Linked DNA regions of Mus musculus: regions 2, 3, 4, 5, 6 and 7 are each linked to region 1. Evidence: chromatin contacts called from public HiChIP or PLAC-seq and promoter capture Hi-C data. All regions are on one chromosome and are shown on one strand. The core of a region is the stretch at or near the end of the contact, and the rest is flanking DNA. Distances in the headings are between cores, read along the strand shown.

The links. HiChIP or PLAC-seq counts read pairs in DNA pulled down with a chosen protein or histone mark. Capture Hi-C pulls out chosen DNA fragments and counts their contacts.
Region 2: a contact with region 1 is called in an H3K27ac HiChIP or PLAC-seq map of embryonic stem cells, with 5 read pairs. The contact joins the enhancer-like site here to the promoter of Prrx2 in region 1. A contact is called at or near these places in 5 of 39 promoter capture datasets (cranial neural crest, liver, maxillary cranial neural crest and 2 more), 2 of 484 Hi-C or Micro-C datasets (bone marrow-derived macrophages and erythroid progenitors), 1 of 115 datasets of contacts at active chromatin or transcription factors (embryonic stem cells) and 3 of 9 other capture datasets (adipose tissue, liver and pancreatic islet).
Region 3: a contact with region 1 is called in a FOXA1 HiChIP or PLAC-seq map of pancreatic cancer cells. The contact joins the enhancer-like site here to the promoter of Prrx2 in region 1. A contact is called at or near these places in 10 of 39 promoter capture datasets (the C10 cell line, the HPC-7 cell line, cranial neural crest and 7 more), 4 of 484 Hi-C or Micro-C datasets (bone marrow-derived macrophages, cerebellum, embryonic stem cells and 1 more), 23 of 115 datasets of contacts at active chromatin or transcription factors (the HPC-7 cell line, the NIH/3T3 cell line, VIP interneurons and 18 more) and 4 of 9 other capture datasets (adipose tissue, embryonic stem cells, liver and 1 more).
Region 4: a contact with region 1 is called in an H3K4me3 HiChIP or PLAC-seq map of embryonic stem cells, with 13 read pairs. The contact joins the promoter of Fnbp1 here to the promoter of Prrx2 in region 1. A contact is called at or near these places in 1 of 484 Hi-C or Micro-C datasets (CD8 T cells), 3 of 115 datasets of contacts at active chromatin or transcription factors (embryonic stem cells and pancreatic cancer cells) and 1 of 9 other capture datasets (embryonic stem cells).
Region 5: a contact with region 1 is called in an H3K27ac HiChIP or PLAC-seq map of embryonic stem cells, with 6 read pairs. The contact joins the enhancer-like site here to the promoter of Prrx2 in region 1. A contact is called at or near these places in 10 of 39 promoter capture datasets (the C10 cell line, the HPC-7 cell line, cranial neural crest and 7 more), 12 of 484 Hi-C or Micro-C datasets (the G1E-ER4 cell line, LSK cells, bone marrow-derived macrophages and 7 more), 20 of 115 datasets of contacts at active chromatin or transcription factors (the HPC-7 cell line, the NIH/3T3 cell line, VIP interneurons and 16 more) and 3 of 9 other capture datasets (adipose tissue, liver and pancreatic islet).
Region 6: a promoter capture Hi-C map of pancreatic islet shows a contact between it and region 1. The contact joins the promoter of Miga2 here to the promoter of Prrx2 in region 1. A contact is called at or near these places in 3 of 39 promoter capture datasets (the C10 cell line, cranial neural crest and pre-B cells), 2 of 484 Hi-C or Micro-C datasets (CD4 T cells and nephron progenitors), 6 of 115 datasets of contacts at active chromatin or transcription factors (bone marrow-derived macrophages, embryonic stem cells, fetal liver and 3 more) and 3 of 9 other capture datasets (adipose tissue, liver and pancreatic islet).
Region 7: an HNF4G HiChIP or PLAC-seq map of pancreatic cancer cells shows a contact between it and region 1. The contact joins the enhancer-like site here to the promoter of Prrx2 in region 1. A contact is called at or near these places in 5 of 39 promoter capture datasets (the C10 cell line, the HPC-7 cell line, cranial neural crest and 2 more), 1 of 484 Hi-C or Micro-C datasets (bone marrow-derived macrophages), 2 of 115 datasets of contacts at active chromatin or transcription factors (bone marrow-derived macrophages and pancreatic cancer cells) and 3 of 9 other capture datasets (adipose tissue, liver and pancreatic islet).

Annotation. Positions count from the first base shown.
Region 1 is chr2:30,844,080-30,846,779 of GRCm38.p6, forward strand. It overlaps Prrx2 (paired related homeobox 2), which reads left to right and starts at 1,288. Exons shown (of 4, transcript NM_009116.2): 1 at 1,288-1,602. The coding sequence starts at 1,356.
Region 2 is chr2:30,576,944-30,579,707 of GRCm38.p6, forward strand. No RefSeq gene overlaps it. Among named protein-coding and RNA genes, the nearest start is that of Cstad, 17 kb to the right of the region's middle. Within about 2 kb of position 1,273, at least 9 of the 459 cell types and tissues checked have an H3K27ac peak or open chromatin away from gene starts, as enhancers often do. A contact at or near this core is called in embryonic stem cells, where this site is marked.
Region 3 is chr2:30,452,618-30,455,317 of GRCm38.p6, forward strand. No RefSeq gene overlaps it. Among named protein-coding and RNA genes, the nearest start is that of Ier5l, 20 kb to the right of the region's middle. Within about 2 kb of position 1,269, at least 31 of the 459 cell types and tissues checked have an H3K27ac peak or open chromatin away from gene starts, as enhancers often do. A contact at or near this core is called in pancreatic cancer cells, where this site is marked.
Region 4 is chr2:31,140,711-31,143,410 of GRCm38.p6, forward strand. Fnbp1 (formin binding protein 1) reads right to left here and starts at 1,298. Exons shown (of 17, transcript NM_001177648.1): 1 at 1,069-1,298. The coding sequence starts at 1,092.
Region 5 is chr2:30,434,554-30,437,253 of GRCm38.p6, forward strand. It overlaps Ptpa (protein phosphatase 2 protein activator), which reads left to right. Exons shown (of 10, transcript NM_138748.5): 5 at 1,011-1,128. Among named protein-coding and RNA genes, the nearest start is that of Ptpa, 20 kb to the left of the region's middle. Within about 2 kb of position 1,433, at least 39 of the 459 cell types and tissues checked have an H3K27ac peak or open chromatin away from gene starts, as enhancers often do. A contact at or near this core is called in bone marrow-derived macrophages, embryonic stem cells, fetal liver and 2 more, where this site is marked.
Region 6 is chr2:30,362,841-30,365,540 of GRCm38.p6, forward strand. It overlaps Miga2 (mitoguardin 2), which reads left to right and starts at 1,393. Exons shown (of 16, transcript NM_001242407.1): 1 at 1,393-1,465.
Region 7 is chr2:30,526,362-30,529,061 of GRCm38.p6, forward strand. No RefSeq gene overlaps it. Among named protein-coding and RNA genes, the nearest start is that of Gm14487, 7.0 kb to the right of the region's middle. Within about 2 kb of position 1,295, at least 28 of the 459 cell types and tissues checked have an H3K27ac peak or open chromatin away from gene starts, as enhancers often do. A contact at or near this core is called in pancreatic cancer cells, where this site is marked.

The DNA of each region.
Region 1 (2,700 bases), core at 38-2,537:
TTATTCGGCAATCAAGGAAACTAGGGTCTCAGATACTTGCTCAAGGTCCAAGCACAGTCTTGATATTAACACAGGAGGCTGGAGCCCGAGCATTGATGTAGGACATCTCTGCTCATCGTGCTCTGAATGGTGACTACATGAGATGAAGGATACCACTGTGGCCACAGCGCTCCCCAGACCCTAATGCAACGTATATAGGCTCTGGACCTCACTTTGCGCAGTAAACAAGAGCTTGGACAGGCCAACTTCAGTCGTTCTCTGAGCACTAAAATGAGCTTTAGCTTTTCCTGGTCTGTCCTGCAAGGGAACAGGAGCTAGATCGTTTCTCAGACCCTTTGCAATATCCCTGTGTCCTTGGCAGAGACTCAGGGTACCCCGGGGTGGGTCAGAGTCTCCAGGGTGGGTCTCGAGACGGTTTCCTGCTGCCCGCCTCTGACACCCTGAAGACCTCCTTGTGTTCTCTTTGGTGCTATGACTTCATGTCTTTCTGGCAGTAGCAAGGGGAGTGAAAATAGTTTTGGGGTAAGACTTGGGGTATTTGGAGCCCTGAAGAGTCTCCGTTCTTCTCACCCGCTGGTTCTCTGGTCTTTCTTGAAAAAGTTACATAAAAGATAGACCTGGTTTGTCTTTCCCTCCGCTGTCATTCATCTATGATCCTTGCTGAGTCTCTTCCTTGTGCACCCCAGAAGCTCGCCCCTTCCTACTTGGTTGGTCCTTAGGAGAACCTATTCTGGGGACAGGCGCATAAGTGTCACCCACTGCAACATGAGAGAAAAGGCCCAGCCTCCATGCCCGAACCTTCCTTTCGGCATGGAGGGAGCGGGGTGGTCCTCGAAAACTTCTCCTTCTTTCCATCAGTGTGGGAACAATGAGGGACAATCTGGGAAGCGTTCAAGGCCGCTCCTGGCTCCGTAGCAAATTCGAGGCTAATCTGCAATATATGAGACCCTGTCTAAGAAGGAGTGGACTGGAGGGGACAGGATCTGTCAACTTTCTTGGGGTGCCCCACCCCCAATATGCAACAAACAGAGGCGGATTCCCCACCCATCACCTCCAGAGACTCTGGTTGAGATATTTAAAGACCCCTCCCCACGGGATTTGGGCACCCCCTAAACTGCTTCTGGGAGTCCGAGGACCCCGGCCTGGCCCCGCCTCCCGCCGGACGGCGCAGGACGCGGGGAGGGGAGCCAGGGGCGAGGTCCGCCCCGACAAGGGGCGTGTGGCCCGGGCCGCTGGCTAGTGAGCGGTCCGCCCGTAGGGGAGGGCAGAAAGTTCGGGTCCCCGACCGACTGACTTGAGATCCGGCACAGTGAGCAGCGGGAGGCGGCGGCGGCCGGCAGAGGCGCGGCCAGGGCATGGACAGCGCGGCCGCCGCCTTCGCCCTAGACCCGCCAGCGCCCGGCCCGGGGCCCCCGCCCGCACCCGGCGATTGCGCCCAGGCGCGCAAGAACTTCTCGGTGAGCCACCTCCTGGACCTGGAGGAGGTGGCGGCTGCTGGGCGCAGGGCTGCGGGGCCCGTTTCGGGGCCCGCCGAGGCGCGGGAGGGAGCGGCGCGCGAACCGTCCGGGGGCAGCAGCGGCAGCGAGGCGGCGCCGCAGGACGGTGAGTGTGCGGCGTGGGAACCGGGCAGGGGCGGCGGGACTCGGACTACAGCACTCCGGGTCCAGGGATCCCTTCCTTAAGTAACTCGGGCTGAGGAGTTCACTGGCTGCAGGATCCACTAGCTCTGGAACTTTTAGTTGGTGGAGTCTTTGGCTTGTGCGACTGTGACTGTGGGATCGGCGGATAATGGGACAACACACACACACACACACACAGAGAGAGAGAGAGAGAGAGAGAGAGAGAGAGAGCTAGCTCCAAGATCCCAGCTACAGAGACCATGGACTGCAGGACTAGTGGACTGTTGAACCCTGGCTGTGGGATCCCTGGGCTGTGGGGACACAGGGTTTGCGAGACTGTGGCTGTGGACCAGAGCAGCTAAAGGAACCCCCTAGCTGCAGGATCTCAGCTGTGGGCACTGGAGGACTGGATTGTTCACAGTGGGAGCCACAATCACAGAAACCACAGTCCAGTGGTGTGGTGAGAGGTGACCTGCTGTTGTTTCAAAAGTCCCTCCTTCAGGGGAGACCCTCTTTGAACCAGATCCACTTACAATCTTGAGGATGTGTGACTTGGGGAAAGCTGGCTTCCCTTGCACTCCATACCAGCCTACCCTCAGAAGCTGGTGCCTTTGCTGCTGGGGGAAACTGAGGCTGTGGAGAGGCCGAGCCACTAAGCCAAACTTAGTCTAGGACCTTCAAACTAAGACAAGTCTTCAGAGGGTTTGTGGGGTGGAGATATCTGCACAACCACGCCCACCAGTTTGGGGTGGAGGATCTCTCAGGACAGCTAGCTAGGCCTATTTCCCCAGCAGAGGTTAAAGGTCATCTGGAAGGGGCTTTAAAAACAACCAGTCCACCCAATACCACCACGCGCGCGCGCGCACACACACACACACACACACACACACACACACACACACACAAAGTCACACAGGATTATAAAGTCCTCAGCTCAGCTTTTCAAAGAAGAGGGAGTTTGTGTGGGGAGCTGACAGAACAGGGGTTGGTATCCGCCCCCCACACCTTCCCACCCACCCTAAGGACTCCACTTCCTGTGGAAGATCATGGTTAGAGGGATGCTCAAGCAAGCTGGGAGCCT
Region 2 (2,764 bases), core at 23-2,522, 270 kb before region 1:
ATAGACAAATTTAGCTTGAATCAAGTTGCCCATTCTCGACCTTGAAAGCATTTGATTATTAAATATACCTTATTTTTTTAAACATGAACTCGTGGAGGTGCTGTTTTGATAGCTCATTAAATAAATCTAGTGGCTAGAAAGCCGGAAGGTAAATTCTGGGCCGAGGCAGCTGGTAGAAGAAGAAAGAAACAAACAGTATAAATTGGAGTTGCTTGCTGTGAAGGTCTGACTTTTCCATAGCAAAGATGGCTGCCAATCACGTGACTGCCCTTAACCAAGATGGTGGTGAAGCCACAGTTCCTTTTTCCCAAAGTCAAGATGGCGGCCAAGCACATGCTGTTTATTGACTGTGGCCAGCGTGGGTGATTTAAAATGTTCGCTCACCATTACTGTTGAAGTCACCACTGCTGCTGCGGGGGCTGCTCATGAGCAGGAGAAGGGTGGAGGCTGGGTGGGGCTAGGCGGTACCTGGAGCCCTGCGCTCAATGAGGTGAAGGAGTTGAGGGGCAAGAGTGCAGTTGCCAAAATTTGAGACATTGGAAGTTCAGGCCAATTTGGGTAAATTTTGCAGCAGACATACAAGAGGCATCTGCGATCAGTTTTAGACCCAGCATTTCCCAGAGATCCTGAGACTATGGGAACTGGCGACCCATTCAATAGTCTGGGATCTAATGGTTAATATGGAGGCCGTAACCTCAGACCAAACGTCTTTGTATCAAAGATTTCCCCAAACAAACACCTGTTCTTTGCTATCTCTGGTGAGGCCCTGACTCGGCAGGGAAAGCTCCAAGAGCCCTGGACTGGAAAGGAGCACTTGTTGCTTGAGGGCTTCTGGGAGGTAGTTACTCACAGAGGCTGAAGTTGATGTTTCCTGTGGAGAGAAAGAAGCGGTCCCTCCGCGAGGCCAGGGAAGAACCCAGCCATCAGACTGGGCACTCAACCTTTCCCGGGGTTTGGCACTATCTGATAAATTATTTCTCAGCTGGTGAGATGAGCCAATTCAAACCAGATTAGATTATATTAAATGCAGATTTATTGGGAAGTTGCTCTCAGGCAGGCAAATTCACTAACTCCCAAGGAAGGAGGCCAGGGGAAGCCACCATGGGGAGGGAGGGGAGGAGAGGGGGAAGAGACAGAAAGAATGAGTGTAGAGAGGGGATGGGAGAGACCAAAATGTCTGGATTATATAGAGAGGAGCCTCTGGAGGGAAGGGCAACCCAGCCCCAGGGCTTGAAAGCTCGGGAGTAGGATCAGGGTGTGCCAGGTAGGGACTGAGGGATGATGGGAGAACCTGAAGGCCCGATCTGCTTTTGATATGTAAAATATGCACCTCAGCACCTAGTCCCAGGGTCTGAAACCAAACAAGACCTTGCATCATAAAAACCAAACCAAACCAAACCAAACAAACAAGCTAACCAACCAACAAACAAAAACCCCTAAAAGCTATTTTTGTTTTGTTTTGTTTTGGCTTTTCTGACCTACAAGTTATTTAGGGGAGGAGTTGTTTAGTTTCTGAGTCTTGGAAGTCCATTCTGGTATTGCTTCCTACTTAGAGTCTGTTACATCAGAGAACACACTCTAAATGGTTGTATTTCTTCTAAACTGACAGGTTTATTTGAGGCTAGGATGTAGCCTTTAAAACATGTATGAATGTATGTATGTATGTATGTATGTATGTATGTATGTACTTGAAGACCTACACCATACCACACATGGAAGGCAGAAAACAACTTTCAAGGGTTCATTCCTGCCTACTCTGTAGTAGATCAAACCTAGGTACCAGGCTTGGCCACAGACCCCTTTAACCTCCCGCACCATCTTGCTGGTCCAATGTAAGCCTGTGTGTTCTGTGCCCTTGAAAATAGTGTTATTCTGGCTGATACAGAGTTCCATAAATGACAGGGAGATTGCAGCTGGTGGCCAGTTTTGAGTCATGGTCCTTTGAGTTGAGAGAGGGTTTTGCAATCATACATTTATTCATTTCTCTCCCCCCGCCCCCCCGCCCCCCCACCCCTCACCCCCCACCCCCTTTGGATTTTGCTGACACTGTCTCAGGCACTAGACTGTTGCTGTCTTCTTGGTGGGTGAGTCCTGCATTCTGTGTTCTCCCTTGTTGTCTCTGTAATCTGTCATTTTGCTTCTGCATTGCTAAGAGAACCACACCCTTTTGATTACCTTTTGCAGTGTTAGAGTTTGGATGGCAAATGTCTTCTTCAGGCATGTGTGTTTGAACACTTGATTCAAGGAGGAGGAGGAGGAAGGGTAACTGAGGGGAGGCCTCTAGGCTTTATGGTCTAACCTAACCATCTGCTTCTTCTCTGCTTCCTGCTGCAGATGCAGTTTCAGCATCCAGCTTCCTGCTCCTGTAGCCTCTTCAGCTACCACATCTTTCTCACTAGGACAGAATGACGCTCTCAAACTGTTAGACACAATAAACCCTTTCCCATCAACCTGTGTTTACTGGGGTTGTTTGTTTGTTTGTTTGTTTGAATCTAATGGCATGAAAGTATCTTGCAGTCCATACAAACCATGCCTTGGACTTTGATCTTTTCCTAGGTCAGTGATACACTCTGTGGTATCTTCCACAGCCTCCAGGCAAGCTGGCTGCTCTCTGCACTGTCCTGTGGGACCCGGCTGTAATAGTCAAGACCATTGTCCAGTAGCTGTGTTTTCAATCTTGATATTTGCAGTTTATGGTGGCTGTGAACTGAGGCGTATCTGTGTTTAAATAATTTTCTTTCCTTTTTTTGTTATTCTATTATTA
Region 3 (2,700 bases), core at 19-2,518, 390 kb before region 1:
AGGGGACCTTTGGAACAAGCTGGATTGTGCAGCTTGTGTTTAAGAGTCTGTATGTAGCTGGGCGGTGGTAGCCCACGCCTTTAATCCCAGCACTCCGGAGGCAGAGGCAGGCGGATTTCTGAGTTCGAGGCCAGCCTGGTCTACAGAATGAGATCCAGAGCAGCCAGGGCTACACAGAGAAACCTTGTCTCGAAAAACAAAAACAAAACAAAACAAAAACCTACGTTTAGATGAGTTCTCTGCAAGGTGCTTACTGTTTCCAGTAGGCGAGCTACAGGAGAGGAGGATGTTGACCAGAGAGCCTGTCACACAGCAGTCCCCACTCATCATAAACCAGCTAGGAGGCTAAGAAAGTGATGTAGTGGGCCTCTGTGGGTTTGTAGGAAGTGGGGAAGCTCCCTGGCATCTGGGTAGGCGCTGGCCTGGAAGCTGGTATCACCTAATGCCTTGGCACAGATACCCTATGCAGGCCAGGGAGGTTTGCGCTGCTGGGGAGAGGTGGGGAGACTAGGTGGTGAAGAAGAGGGAAGGGGTTCATTGAACCTGGGTCCCATCACCTTTGGGAGGAAAGAGTAGGCTCTGAGGAAAGACGATTCAGTGAGGGTCGCTGGGTTTGAGGTGCTGATGGCAGCATGTTGGACACGGCTGGTGAGGGCTGGCAGGGCTGCCATCGATCCTAGGGAGAGGGAGAGTCAGGCCATGGGCTCTCAGGCTCCTTGCCATCCTTCCTGTTCTTCACGTTCTAGCCACGCTGACTGCTCTGTTCTTCTCACTCTCTGACTACTGGTTGATTTGACCTTTTACCCCCATTGGGGAGCCCCCTGGTTCTTTGGGGCTCAGTTCAGGCTTCAGTTGATTGAAAGGCCTCATGTAGCCTTCTAATCCAAGCTGCCCCTCCCACTCCACGAACAGACAGGCTGAGCTGTGGAGGCTGTGCTGCGTGTCCCAGCTTTCTGAAGAGAGGGAGAGGCAGCACTATGCACCACTATCACTGTCCCTGGGGAACCTCAGACAACACATTTCTCAGGGTCCTGAAGTGGAAGAGATGTGGGCTGGAGGGAAAAGAGGACCCCAGTGTGTCTCTTGGCTAGTGACTAACAGGATGCATGGAGCCAGGGATGCAGGCCAGGACTGAGCTCGTCCACTGGCCCAGTGTGGGCAGAGCCCTCTGCTCCCTGCTCTTTGTGGGAGCTGGGAGGCTGCAGTGAAGCAGCCAGACATGGCGCACCCTTTACTCATGACTTACTCTAAGCAAACACTGGAAATACCCTTGTGTTGAACAGTTAGGGCTTGTTAGAGGCTGGTGGAGCAGGCACAGTGGCTGTCGGATGATGGGCTTCTATGTTTCTTTTGATAACAGGCCTGTGGCCTGTTAAGTGGAGCAAGCAGCTAAGAAGACCAAGAAACACACATTCCCTTTTGGTAGAAGGAAATCCATATCCTTGGCCTCTGTCGCTGTCCACCAGTGTGGGCATAGGTGGCAGCGTGCTTACTCTGCCTGTGGAACCAAGGGTTTGGGGATTCTGCCTGCTTTCCTGCTGTCAAGTATACTTATAAAAATGCTGAACACCATTGACCCAGCAAAGAAAGAGATTGCAGGCCTTCCAGCTGGCTTTCCCCTTTGGTTGTTTATTTGAGACCAAATCTAACTGTATTCCCTACCTTACATAGAACTTCCTATGTAGACTAGACTGGCTTCAAACTCACAGTGGTCCACCTGCCTCTGCCTTCTGAGTCATGAGCTTCCATATGGGGCTGCTTTTCTTTCTTTGAAGTCTCTATCTACAATGCCTACATATTAGTTTGGTTCTTAGATGGAAACTGATTGGAAAACTCTCATAAAGAGTCCTGAGGAGCGACACACTTTTGTCGGGGTGTGTGTTTGAAGCCTCCCTGGCCTGGCATGCCCCCAGGGACCCAGCCTGGCTTTCCGGAGCCTTCTGATGAACCCATTAGACGCAGCTTCAGTCTTCAAGGTGAGGGCTCTTGCCTACGAGTAGAGTGGGAGGTATGGGTAGAAGGCAAGACAACATGGCTGCTTTATCCAACACTGACTCTGTGGTGCGTCCAGCTTCATCCACACGATTCTCTGCCCCAACAGCTCTTTGGTAAGGAGGATCTGACACAGATTGTCTGTGGCTCCAGGCAGCCCACGCACAGGCTGCACTTGGAGCTGATAAGCCAGAAGCCATGCCCCATGTGGCTAAAGTGCTGTCTCCTCAGTCAGTGGCAACTTCTCCATCAGGACGGGACCTTTGCTCATCCCAGAAAACCCTCCTGGTCTAAGTGTAGACAAATCCTGTTGCTCTCATTATTTGCTTGAGACCAAGTTAGAGTATTTCAAAAAGGGACACTGGAATCCCAGCCCCGGGGGAAGAAGAGGCAGGCAGCTCTCTGGGAATTCTCTTTCTTTCTTTCTTTCTTTCTTTCTTTCTTTCTTTCTTTCTTTCTTTCTTTCTTTCTTTTCTCTCTTTCTTTCTTTCTTTCTTTCTTCCTTTCTTCCTTCCTTCCTTCCTTTCTTTCTTTCTTTCTTTCTTTCTTTCTTTCTTTCTTTCTTTCTTTTCTCTCTTTCTCTCTCTCTCTCTCTCTTCCTCTCTTTTTCTCTTCCTCTCTTTTTTCTTTTTCTTTTTCTCTTTCTTTCCCTCCCTCCCTCCCTCCCCTCCCCTCCCTCCCCTCCCCTCCCTCCCTCCCTCCCCTCCC
Region 4 (2,700 bases), core at 48-2,547, 300 kb after region 1:
AGCAGAAGCTACTGTAGTCTAAGGAATGGTTATGTAAAAACAATCAAGGCAAAGAAAATAATTTAAGGGGGATGCACAGCATTTCCCTAATTGCCCTAACCTTATTTTGACACGGCATTTCTTGGCCTCATCTTGGATGGCAACACCACCCCATACTTTATCCCTCCACACCCTTCACAAATGGAATTCAGAAAGGTAGTCAGCGGGCACTTAGGATTCATCACTGAGAAGGACTGGTCTCGGGCACATTTCAGCGCAGTAACCGCGGTTTCTTCCCCACCTTCACCCAGGCCATTGCACCGCACGCCTATGACCAGCCTTTCCCCGTGCTCGAGTCCAGAGGAAGGCAGGGCAACAGGCCCTGCCCCTCGGCCAACGGCCTCCCTTTCCCGGAGATGCCCTGAGAGCTGTCCTGGCGTCCTCTGATCGCCCTCGATGGGACCGTTTCCAGATACAAGCTGATCACTAACCCACCTGCACCCCCAAAGGAAGGATCCTCGCAAGATTATCCCCTCTCGAAACCGTTTCGTTTCCTCTGGGCAGCAGGACAGAACCAGGTCCCCGGCAATCGTCCCTCCGTGCTATCTTATGATCTCCCCTACCGCTGTCCCCCTGCGGACCAAACACCGCAGCCCCCCTCAAATTCAGAATCTGAGCTGTCTCCAAGATACAAGTGCGCTCCAACCGCCTCGGGGCTAAAGTCCTCACTTTCAGAGAGAAGACCTTACCTCTCGCTACCGGTACCCCCGAGACCCGAAACCCTGCGCCTGCCAGGCCGCCCCGCCCCCGGGAGTAGCGCGGGATCCGCCCGCACCTCCAAGCGTATAGATCGGCCCCAGAGCTCCGGCCAGGGGCGCGCGCAATTACGCAGCCCGGCACAGCGCGGGCCCCACGCCCCCGGGGAACGCCCGCGGGTTGCCGCTCCGGGAGCCCGGACCCAGCTCCACGCCGCCCCGAGGCCGCCGGGGCCACCCGATCCGCGCTCCCTCTTTGCTGGGCGACGACGCACGCCGAGGCCCCTCGATGCGCCTCCCGCCCAGGCCGCCCGCGGCCCGGCCCCTCACTCACCCAGAGCTCAGTGCCCCAGCTCATGGTGCAGGGACCGGGAAGGGGCCTCCGACCCCCTTCGCCGGCGATCGCTGCGGCCCTCCGAACCTTGTGAATGCGGAAAGCCCGCCGCTTCCCCCGGCCCGCGCCTCCTCTAGCCCGAGCTCGCAACCTCTCGTCGCTCCGCGCGGAGCAAAATGGCCCGAGGAAGCAGCAGCAGCGACCGCCGCAGCGCGCCCGCCCCGCACCGGAGCTGAGGGGCGGGATGGGGCGGGACGAGAGGCGGGACGGGGCGGGACCGGACTGACAGCTCGTGCATACCGTCCCGCCCACAGGCTCCCTTTGGCGCAGTTGCCCCGGGGGTCTGGAAGGACGTGAACCCCTGGGGACTCCTGCTCGTCATCGGTATTCGGCAACCAGCGAGCCCAACTCTTTTGGGACCTGCGCTCTCTGTCTGCAGACTGGGCTGCTGGTGATCACGTCCCTCCATCGCCATCTGCCTTCTACCCATCGCGCCTAGCGCTGTTTTGCATTTCAGAACTTTCGCCAGGTGGCCGCCGACGCCCACCTTAGAAGCTCCCGGAGTGGCTTCTTCCACTATCCAGACACTGTGGAGGCCCAAAGAGCTCGGCAGCGCGCGCGTAGGAGTGGGGCCTGGGACCGTGACGTCGGTGCACAGTGTACATAGGACGTTGAAGGGAACAGCAATCCAGCAGATCCAGGAACCCAGGGAAAGAACTCGGGAATGTGAGCCCAAAGAATTATAACCAGTGCCTTTTTCTGCCTATTTGGCCAGGAATCTCGGCAGTGAAGTTGTTACCCTGCTGAAGGACAGCAGAATCTCTGAAGGGCCCACAGGGACTTTGGAGGGTTCAAATTCAGCCTCTGCACTCTTTGGCTGGGTGGTCTAGAACAGGTTTCACCTCTATCTGGGGGAGAGCCTCAGCTGCCAAAAGGAGGCAGTGTCTACCAGTCCAGGCCTAGTGATGTGAACAGAGGAGGTGAACTGGCCAGTGGGTGGCTGACGCAGAATGGGAACCATCTCATTAACTCTTCCAAAACTCCACAGAATGTCATTTCTCACATGCTGTGGAGAATCTGGGGGCTTCCAACTGTCTCCTCAGAATCTTTCTTTCTCTGAATTCCGAGACCTCTCCTCCAGAGTCGTGACCCTCTTCTACACAATTCTCCACTCCCTGTTATCCTGAACCCGTTCATCTTTTTCCAACAGTGAGTTAAATCTCCTTAAAGGGTGAATCTCAGCCCAGTGTGTGCCGTCCCAGACCTAACACTCCTAACCAGTCCTAACACTCCTGAGGCAGAGGTAGGAAGACTGCTGCAAGTTCAAGGCCAACCTGAGCCACATAGTAAATACCAAGTAGGATGACCTGGTCCACAAAGGGGAAAACCTCAGCTAAAATAAAATAACAATGGTAAACAATAATGGTGAGGTATGGAGGCAGAGGCAAGTGGATCTCTATGAGTTACAGCTACATAGTGAGATCCTGTCTCAAAAACCAAAACTAAGCACAAAATAATAAATTTGTTGGAAAAGGAAAAAGAAAGAAAGAAAAAGGAAGGAGGGGCGGAGCTGAGAAACCTTGCCTTAAACCTCAGGACCTCCTACTTCCTTTGCCAGGCAGTTACAACTAT
Region 5 (2,700 bases), core at 183-2,682, 410 kb before region 1:
GCCCCCCAGCCCGTGCTTTTGAGGGCTGTGGAGAGTGGGTGCTGCGAGACTCTGCCCCCAAGGTTTTGGTCTTGGGAAGAAGTTGCCTCTTCGGAGCACTGGGAAAATAGAGCTTTGGGTCTCTGGAGAGCAGCTGTACTCACAGGCCAGGCAGGGATGCCTCCAGCTCCAGTTGGAGAGATGCTATTTACTAATCTGTCACTCTGTGAGCACACCACTGTCTGGGAGGGTGCAGCCTTAGGGCCCCCCCCCCCCCCCCCCCCCCCCCCCGCTGCTGCACTCTGGTGATACGTGGCCTTGGTGTCTCAGAAGATAGACTTTAGTTAGAAGTCAGAACTTGGAAGAAAGCTAGCAGTAGCTAAGCAAGTTGCAGCAGCCTGGGGTCAGTGTTTGCAGTGCTCCTACCACCCAAGCAAGCTGCAGAGCACCCCCCGCCCTCTGCCAGGCAGGCCCGGCACGCTCGGGAACGCTGCTCTCCCGGCCTCTCTCCATTACTGTTGCAGACATGGGTTTTATTTGTGTTTGGCGTGCATGTTTGGGTAGTCTCCTTTACTTGACCTTATGTCGGTCAGGTTCACTGCTGTCACTGGAGACGGATCCTTTTCTTTGTTGTGTAGTATTGTGTTGCAGAACTCTGTGTGGTGTATTTATTTTGGGACATTGTCGTTGAGTTTTTATGTTCTGACTGGGATAACTAATGCTGTTTGGAACCTTCCCGTGCATGTCATGGCAGACTCTAGCCTGCATGCTTACTGCTCTGGGAGTGGACCCAGCAACTATGGGGATAATAGGCTGGACATCCCATAATCTCTGTAGACCTTGGGGCGCATTGATGCCTTATCTTGCTCCCAAGTCACCCTAGGAGTTCCCTCCCCTTTTCTAGCTTCTCAGAACTGGGAAGCAGGCGAGCCTCGATGCCTGGACCCCAGGCAGATGCTTCCCAGTGGCTGCCTGCTCACCCAGGTGCTGCCTAATCTGCTGCCACCACTGTGTGTCTCTTATGTTATCAGGAAGCAGAAAACTTGGTGGCCACAGTGGTCCCCACCCACCTGGCTGCTGCTGTGCCTGAAGTGGCAGTTTACCTGAAGGAGGCTGTGGGGAACTCCACACGAATTGACTATGGCACAGGTATCTGCTGCTGAGGGCTCTGGGTGATGGGGACCTTGCTGCTTTCTTCATGTTGCCTGAGCTGCTTTCTCTATGCTCCACACAGTCTTGGGGGGTCTCTGAGAAAGCAACAGTTTGTCAGGCCCCTGAGAAGTAGGGAGGGGTGTGTGTGTGTGTGTGTGTGTGTGTGTGTGTGTGTGTGTGTGTGTGTATGTGTAGGGTGTATGGGTGTATGGGTGTGGGAATGTATGGGTTTCAGCAGTGTTGTTGGGAGGGATAGTGACTGCTGGCTCTATCTTATGCCACCAGGTGGTGCTATTGCCACAGGCACGACACTGCTGAGAGTTGGTTTCTGTTCTTGGTGAAGCTGGCTTCTATTTAGATGCCTCATCACTCTAGAGATAGTTTATTGAGCACTTACTAAGGGCAGATGCCTAGAGAAGAAAAACCTTTGATAGCCCACTCTCTCCTCACCTCTCTTGTCTCTCAGCCATTTTCTTTGTGCTGATGATCTTTGGCTCTGTCATCCATTTTGGCTAAGCTGTTGCAGGGACTTTAAAGAGACGTGGTCTCTAGGTTGAGATAGCCTCCATAGTCCAGGAGACCCATTGTGATAAGGGCTTCCTTTCCTCTTTTCACTAAAGTAGGCATTTGAGAGATGTGCTGTCTCCCGCTTGGTTGGGAAGGAGAGCTAGAGGGCGCACGAGTGTCAGCAAGCCCTGGGGAAGGCGTGCCTGGAGGCAGAGCCTTGGAGAACTTTGTCCTCTGTTCCTCTTGCTGCTGACAACAGTTCTGAGACTCTGGGATATGGGGAGCTTTGATTAATGCCCAACTAGGAAAAGAGTTCTGGGGCATGGGGTAGCCTGGCTGTCATTTGGAAATTTATTTATTTATTTATTTTAGCTTAGTTTCATTTGTTTATTTGTTTATTTATTTATTATAAGTGAGGGCCTCTTTAGGGGTGGTTGTGAGCCACCATGTGGTTGCTGGGATTTGAACTCAGGGCCTCTGGAAGAACAGTCAGTGCTCTTAACCGCTGAGCCATCTCTCCAGAACCCCATTCGGAAATTTATAGGTGACCATAATTGAGCGTGTGTGCATCCATATCTGGCAGCTGTCTGGTCTGCAGAGGTCGCTTGAAACACCTGGCTGCACCTCCCTCCAGTTGTCTTACTACATAAGGAACAGGATCTAGGGTCTAGCCAGTGCTCTGTGCAGAGCTGACTGCTGCTGGGTATGACTAGGAGAGGAGGGTCCTCCTCCCTCGTGATCCCTCATCAGGGCTCACGCAAGCTCTTAGCATGGCTGTTCACATCCATCTGGTCAGAGCCGCCTTCTGTGCCCTCTGCTGGAGGCACACTGACTACTTACTGTGGCCTTTGTGTGCTGTTGCTTCTGGCTAAAATGATTTCCTACTCTCCTTTGTGCTGGCCACCTCCCGTTCCTCTTTTATTTTAAACATTATTTCCTTAGGAGAAAACCTTGAACTCTGAAATTAGGGTCCCCCTAGGATGTGCCTCAGTTACCCACTTGTCTCCCAAATAGCTAAACTCAAAGTAGTAACTATATATTTAATATTTAATGTCTGTGGTC
Region 6 (2,700 bases), core at 143-2,642, 480 kb before region 1:
GCCATAGTGACCATTCAGACAGCATCCAGCTCTGTCCTGTTAAAGCCATTTATAATTGCATGTCTTTATTCAGTAACTCACACTGGCTGAAAAGGATCAGTAACTGGAGGCTGGAGAGATGGCTCAATTGGTAAGCCCAGTGTATTGTTCTTGCAGAGAACTAGGGTTCAATTCCCAGCACCCACAGAATTCCTCTCAGTTGTAACTCCAGTTCCAGGCGATCAGAGGTCGCCCTCTTCTGGCCTATATAGGCACTACTTGCACCTTTTACCAAAAAAGTTCACTTTGGCCTTTATTTTTTTCCCCTGATATTCAAATAATAATTATTTACTAATTTAGAATTTGGATGTAGCTGGGCAGAGTTTCACATGCTTGTATATAATTCCAACACTTCGCCGGGCAGTGGTGGTGCACGCCTTTAATCCCAGCTCTTGGGAGGCAGAGGCAGGCAGATTTCTGAGTTCGAGGCCAGTCTGGTCAACAAAGTGAGTTCCAGGACAGCCAGGGCTACACAGAGAAACCCTGTCTCGAAAAAGAAAGAAAGAAAGAGAGAGAGAGAGAGAGAGAGAGAGAGAGAGAGAAACCCAAAAAACCAAACCAACCAACCAAACAAACAAAAAAAACCCCAATAATTCCAGCACTTCAGGCGATTGGAGGCAGGAGGATCAAGAATTCAAGATCAGCGGGCAGTGCGGTGGTGACACCTGGCTTTAATCCCAACAGAGGGCAGGAGTTCCAGGACAGCCTGGGCTACACAAAAAAAAAATCGCCTCAGAAAATAACAAAACAAAACAAAAAAAACCAAAAACCAACCCAACCAACCAAAACCCCAAACCAAACCAAACTAAAAAACAAACATACAAAACCTGCTAGTCTCCAAAGCATAGATCCTTTAGGAACCCTGTCTCAAAAAAAAAAAAAAAAAAAAAAAAAAAAAAAAAAAATCCAAAACCAAGAAACCAAACCAAACCATGCATAAATAAGGGTTGTAGATGTGCGTGTGCGTGCATGCGTGTGTGCCTGTTGGTGTGAGAGTATGTGTAGCGCAGGAGTTTGGTAATCAGGTGTGACATCCCAGTGACAACAACGCTGAGGACCAGCGTGTGGCAGAGACTCTCTAAGCAGCTGCTTCCCAGAAAGCCCCAGGTGTCCACTAACTCCACCGCCTTTTTAGTGTCCGTGTGTCTGTCTAATCCTAGTGACCAATCGGAGGAGAGAAGAGGACATTCCACACTGCAACCACACTTAGGGGGCGGTGCGAAAAGCGAGGGAGGCGGAGTCTGCGTGATCACGTAGCTCACCCCATTGGCCAAGGGCCTCGCCGATGCGGAGCGATATGGAGACGCTCATTGGTCAGAGCTGTGTTGGCCGGCCCGAGGCCACGCCTTCCCCATCCAGCGGCGTGGTTTGGTTGTATTGCCGCCTGGAAAGGAGACGCTGCCCTTCCCCAGCGATGGGATCCCTGGTGAGTGACGGCCACTGCGCGGGCGACCAGATCAGCAGGGCTAGAAGCGAGGCTTGCGGAGCATGGAACCCGGCCCACGCCGGGGTCTGCGATCCAGCCAGCCCGCGAAGGTGTCCAAGGTGGGATGAGTGGATCCCCTGGACCAGGCGGCTCGAGAGGATGCGTGGCTCCGTGGGTGGAACGAGAAAGGAGCTGGGTCAGAGAGGAGACTCCCGGGCCTGGAACGCTGCGAGCATCTAAAAGTATGGTCGCGGGCACCTCCCCCCCCAGGTGTGCCGGCTGTGGGCAGCGCTGTATGTGGACAGCGGTCAAGGATGTCCTAGGGAGGTCGGGGCCAAAGCAGGAAGGTCCCTGCCCAGGCTCCGCAAGGAGCAGATACTGAAGCTTGGAATATTGTTGATGTTCACTGTGGGGTTGCCCAATGCCCGGCTGCGTGGGATCCCACAGAGATGTGCAGGGGTGGGACAAACAGGACATGAGGCAGAGTGAGCTGTAGTACTGCCTGGTTCTGATAACACAGCCAGGTCAAAGTGGGACGAGAGAATGCTCAGGCCAATTAGTAGGGTTGGCTTGCACAAAAGAGGAGGGCCTGGATTGGAAAGCCGGGATATCAGGCCTAAGGTGCCAGGGTGGAGGAGCAGATAACCTACCTGCTCAAGAATGTGGAGCAGGATTGGTGGCCAGCATTAGAATAGAGAGACAGGTAGGATATGATGATGAGCTTGGACCCTTCCTTCCTCTTGGGCACAGACAAGGCTAACTGGACTCACCTGCAAACAGATGCCAGGCCTCCCCTTCCCTCTCTCCTCCTGCCTGGATCCTAGAATAGGCTCACCTCTAATACCAGGTGGCCTTCCCAGACGTTCAAGGCCCTCAGGTTTGATACAAGCAAGCAGCAGGCAATGGCTAGGGTGCTCGGCCCAGCCTCGGTCCTCATCTCTCAAAGCCTCAGTATTCCTATCCTTGCGTGCTCTGAGAAGGACTCCACTGAGGCCTCACAGAGAGCTAGTGCGCTGGCTTGTTGAAATGCTCTGAGAAGTATATCTCCTGCTATTTGATGTCCTTGTCTCTCACTCAGTGCCCTGCCAGGCTGGAGGCACATCATAGCCCACTTAACCTCTAGGCAAAAATGTACCCTGCCCTTGACAGTGTGGCAATTTCTTTAGCCCTTGAACCTCACTCTGCCTGCCAGCCCTCTTGCCCTCTCCCCTCCCCCCACAGCCCTAGGGCCAGCC
Region 7 (2,700 bases), core at 45-2,544, 320 kb before region 1:
GGCTCCCCAGGAGTCCACAGTGAGTGTGCCTGGCTGTACCCTTCAGAGGCTCACATCCCAACCTTGCTGTCCTCCAGTGACCCCTGTTGACACCAGGCTGCTGTCATGGTGTTCAGGCTGGAGCTTCTGCCCCCGGCTCTAGCCAGGGGCTTTCTTAGTAGTGACCATCCAGTTGGAAGGGCTGTTCTTTCCATGGCTCCAGGCCTCTGGGTTCTGTGATGTCTGCTTGCCCTGGAGCTGCTGTGGCTACTGTCTGTTCACAGGATTGTGGCCTGCTTACCCATGATGCTCGGGGCAGCCTCTGTGTGGCAGACTGAGGTCTGGATTATTTTCATTTCTCTTCAACCTGTGGCTTGTTGGCATCCATCAGTTCTAGAGACTCATTGGCTGGCTAAGCTACCATCTCAGTCTATGTGGTTTGGGGATAGAGCCCAGGATCTCATACATGGTAGGCAAGGGCTCTATCCACAAGTCATACCCACAGCCCATAGAATCACCTCCCCCCCCTCCCCCGGTTTATCGAGACAGGACTTCTTTGTGTAGCTCTGGCTGTCCTGAAACTAGCACTGTAGACCAGGCTGGCCTCGAACTCACAGAGATCTGCCTGCCTCTGCCTTCCGAGTGCTGGGATTACAGGTGTGCACCACTACCATGAGGCAAGAATCATCTTTAAACATTGTTTCTGTCTACTTCCCTTCTCTCTGAGATTCAATTAAACCCTATCTTTTTTTAGTCTGTTTTTTCCCCCAATCTCTCCATTTTATGCTTCTCTGAAATGCATTTTGGATGTTTTGTCTTAGATGTTTATTTTAGAGGTTTATTTTATGTGTATGAGTGTTTTATCTGAATGTATGTATATGTGTCTACCGTGTGTGTGCCTGGTGCTCTCAGAGATCGGAGGAGGCTGGAATTACAGATGATTGTGAGCTGCCGGGTCGGTGCTGGGAACCTAACCTGAGTCTTCCGCAAGAGCAGCAAGTGCTGAAGAGCTGAGCCATCTCTTCAGCTCATAAACACTTGAAGCATTTTCACATGCCTCGGGTACATGGGGAGGTCAAAGGACAGCTGGCAATCAGTTCTCTCCTTCACCACGTGGGTTTCATGGATCAAACTCAGGCGTCCGTGCTTGGTGGCAAGCCATATTGCTGGACCTGGATATTTCCTTCTGACCTATCTTCTTTTAATCTAATTCTTTCTTTGGCTGAATTGAATCCATTCTCCCACCATCCCTAGATTGTCTTTTCATCCCTTGTTTTAATTGCTTATTACTCAGAGAGGAGATGGAGGGAGGAGGAGGATGTGAGTCACAGGGAGCACGACCCACGATGCCACAGGAAGGAGCTCCATTGATGTGGCTGAGCCCATGGTCCCCAAAGCTTTCGTTCTCCAATTTCAAAGACTGCAGGGAGCCCTAGGGGCTCTTAACTCCTGAAAGGAGGAGGTCTCTGAGTTCTTAAGTGGCCATGTTGTGTAGCTCTGGATGTGGGGTCCCTAAAGGCAGATGGAACACAAGCGAGTGAACAATCCACAAAGAACTGATATCGCAAACTTGCAGCTCTTTGGTTTAATGGCAAGACACCAAAATTCAGATGTGTACAGCACCATCAGCAATGAGTCAGAAATAAAATCTCAGGGCTTTAGTTTATTTACGTACTGGCTTATCATATCGCTGGAGAGCAAATGCAACTACCTGTATGTGCTAGGCTGCTGCTCTACCACTGAGCCACATCCTTGACCTCTGCATCTCCTCGCAGTCATTGTCACAGTCATTGTCACAATCACGTCCAGCACTTCTGGTCTTATTTATCTTTTAATTTTGTGTCTTTATTTGCTTTTATTGTATGACTGTTTTGACTTGCATGTCTGCCTGTCTGTCTGTTCACTGTGTGTGTGTGTGCCTGGTCCCTGTGGACAGAAGAGTGTGTTAGATCCCCTAGGACTGGAGGTACAGAAGGTTGTGAGCCACTGTGAGGGGCCTAGGAACTGATTCTGGGTCCTTTGCAGGAGCACTGACTAGTGCTCATCAGCACCAAACATCTCTCCAGGACACCTCTACTCTGTTCTTTTATGAACTTGCTATATTGTCTTATAGCATTTTTAAAATTAATATATACACACTCTGAGGCAGGAACTTGTTATGTAGCTCAGGCTGGCCCTGAACTCACAATCTTTCTGCCGCAGACTCTTGAGTCACCACACCTGGCTGTTTCTTGTTGCTTTGTGTTCACAGGTGATCGTACAAACTTGCCTTTTATTGGATTTATTTCTTTGAAAACCTTTGGCCAGGTGCAGTAGCTCATACCTGTTGTCCCTGTGCTGGGAAGGCTGTGCTAGGAAGATTGCTGTGTGTTCAAGGCCGGTTTAGGTCGATATCATTATGGAGTGACATCCTGCCTCAAAAACAAAACAAAAAGTAGAGGAGGCTTATCAGGGGGTCTGATGACAGTAGTTCAATCCCTGGGACCCACACAGTGAAAGAGAGAGCTGACTCTCACAGCAAGTGGACCTCTGACCTCTATGTGCATGCCTTGGTACACACACACACTCACACACACATATATACACACAATACACTCACACACACTCACATATACATATATACACATATACACATTCACACATACATATACACACATGCACTCACACATACACTCACACACACATACATACACTCACATTCTCCCCTCACACACATACATA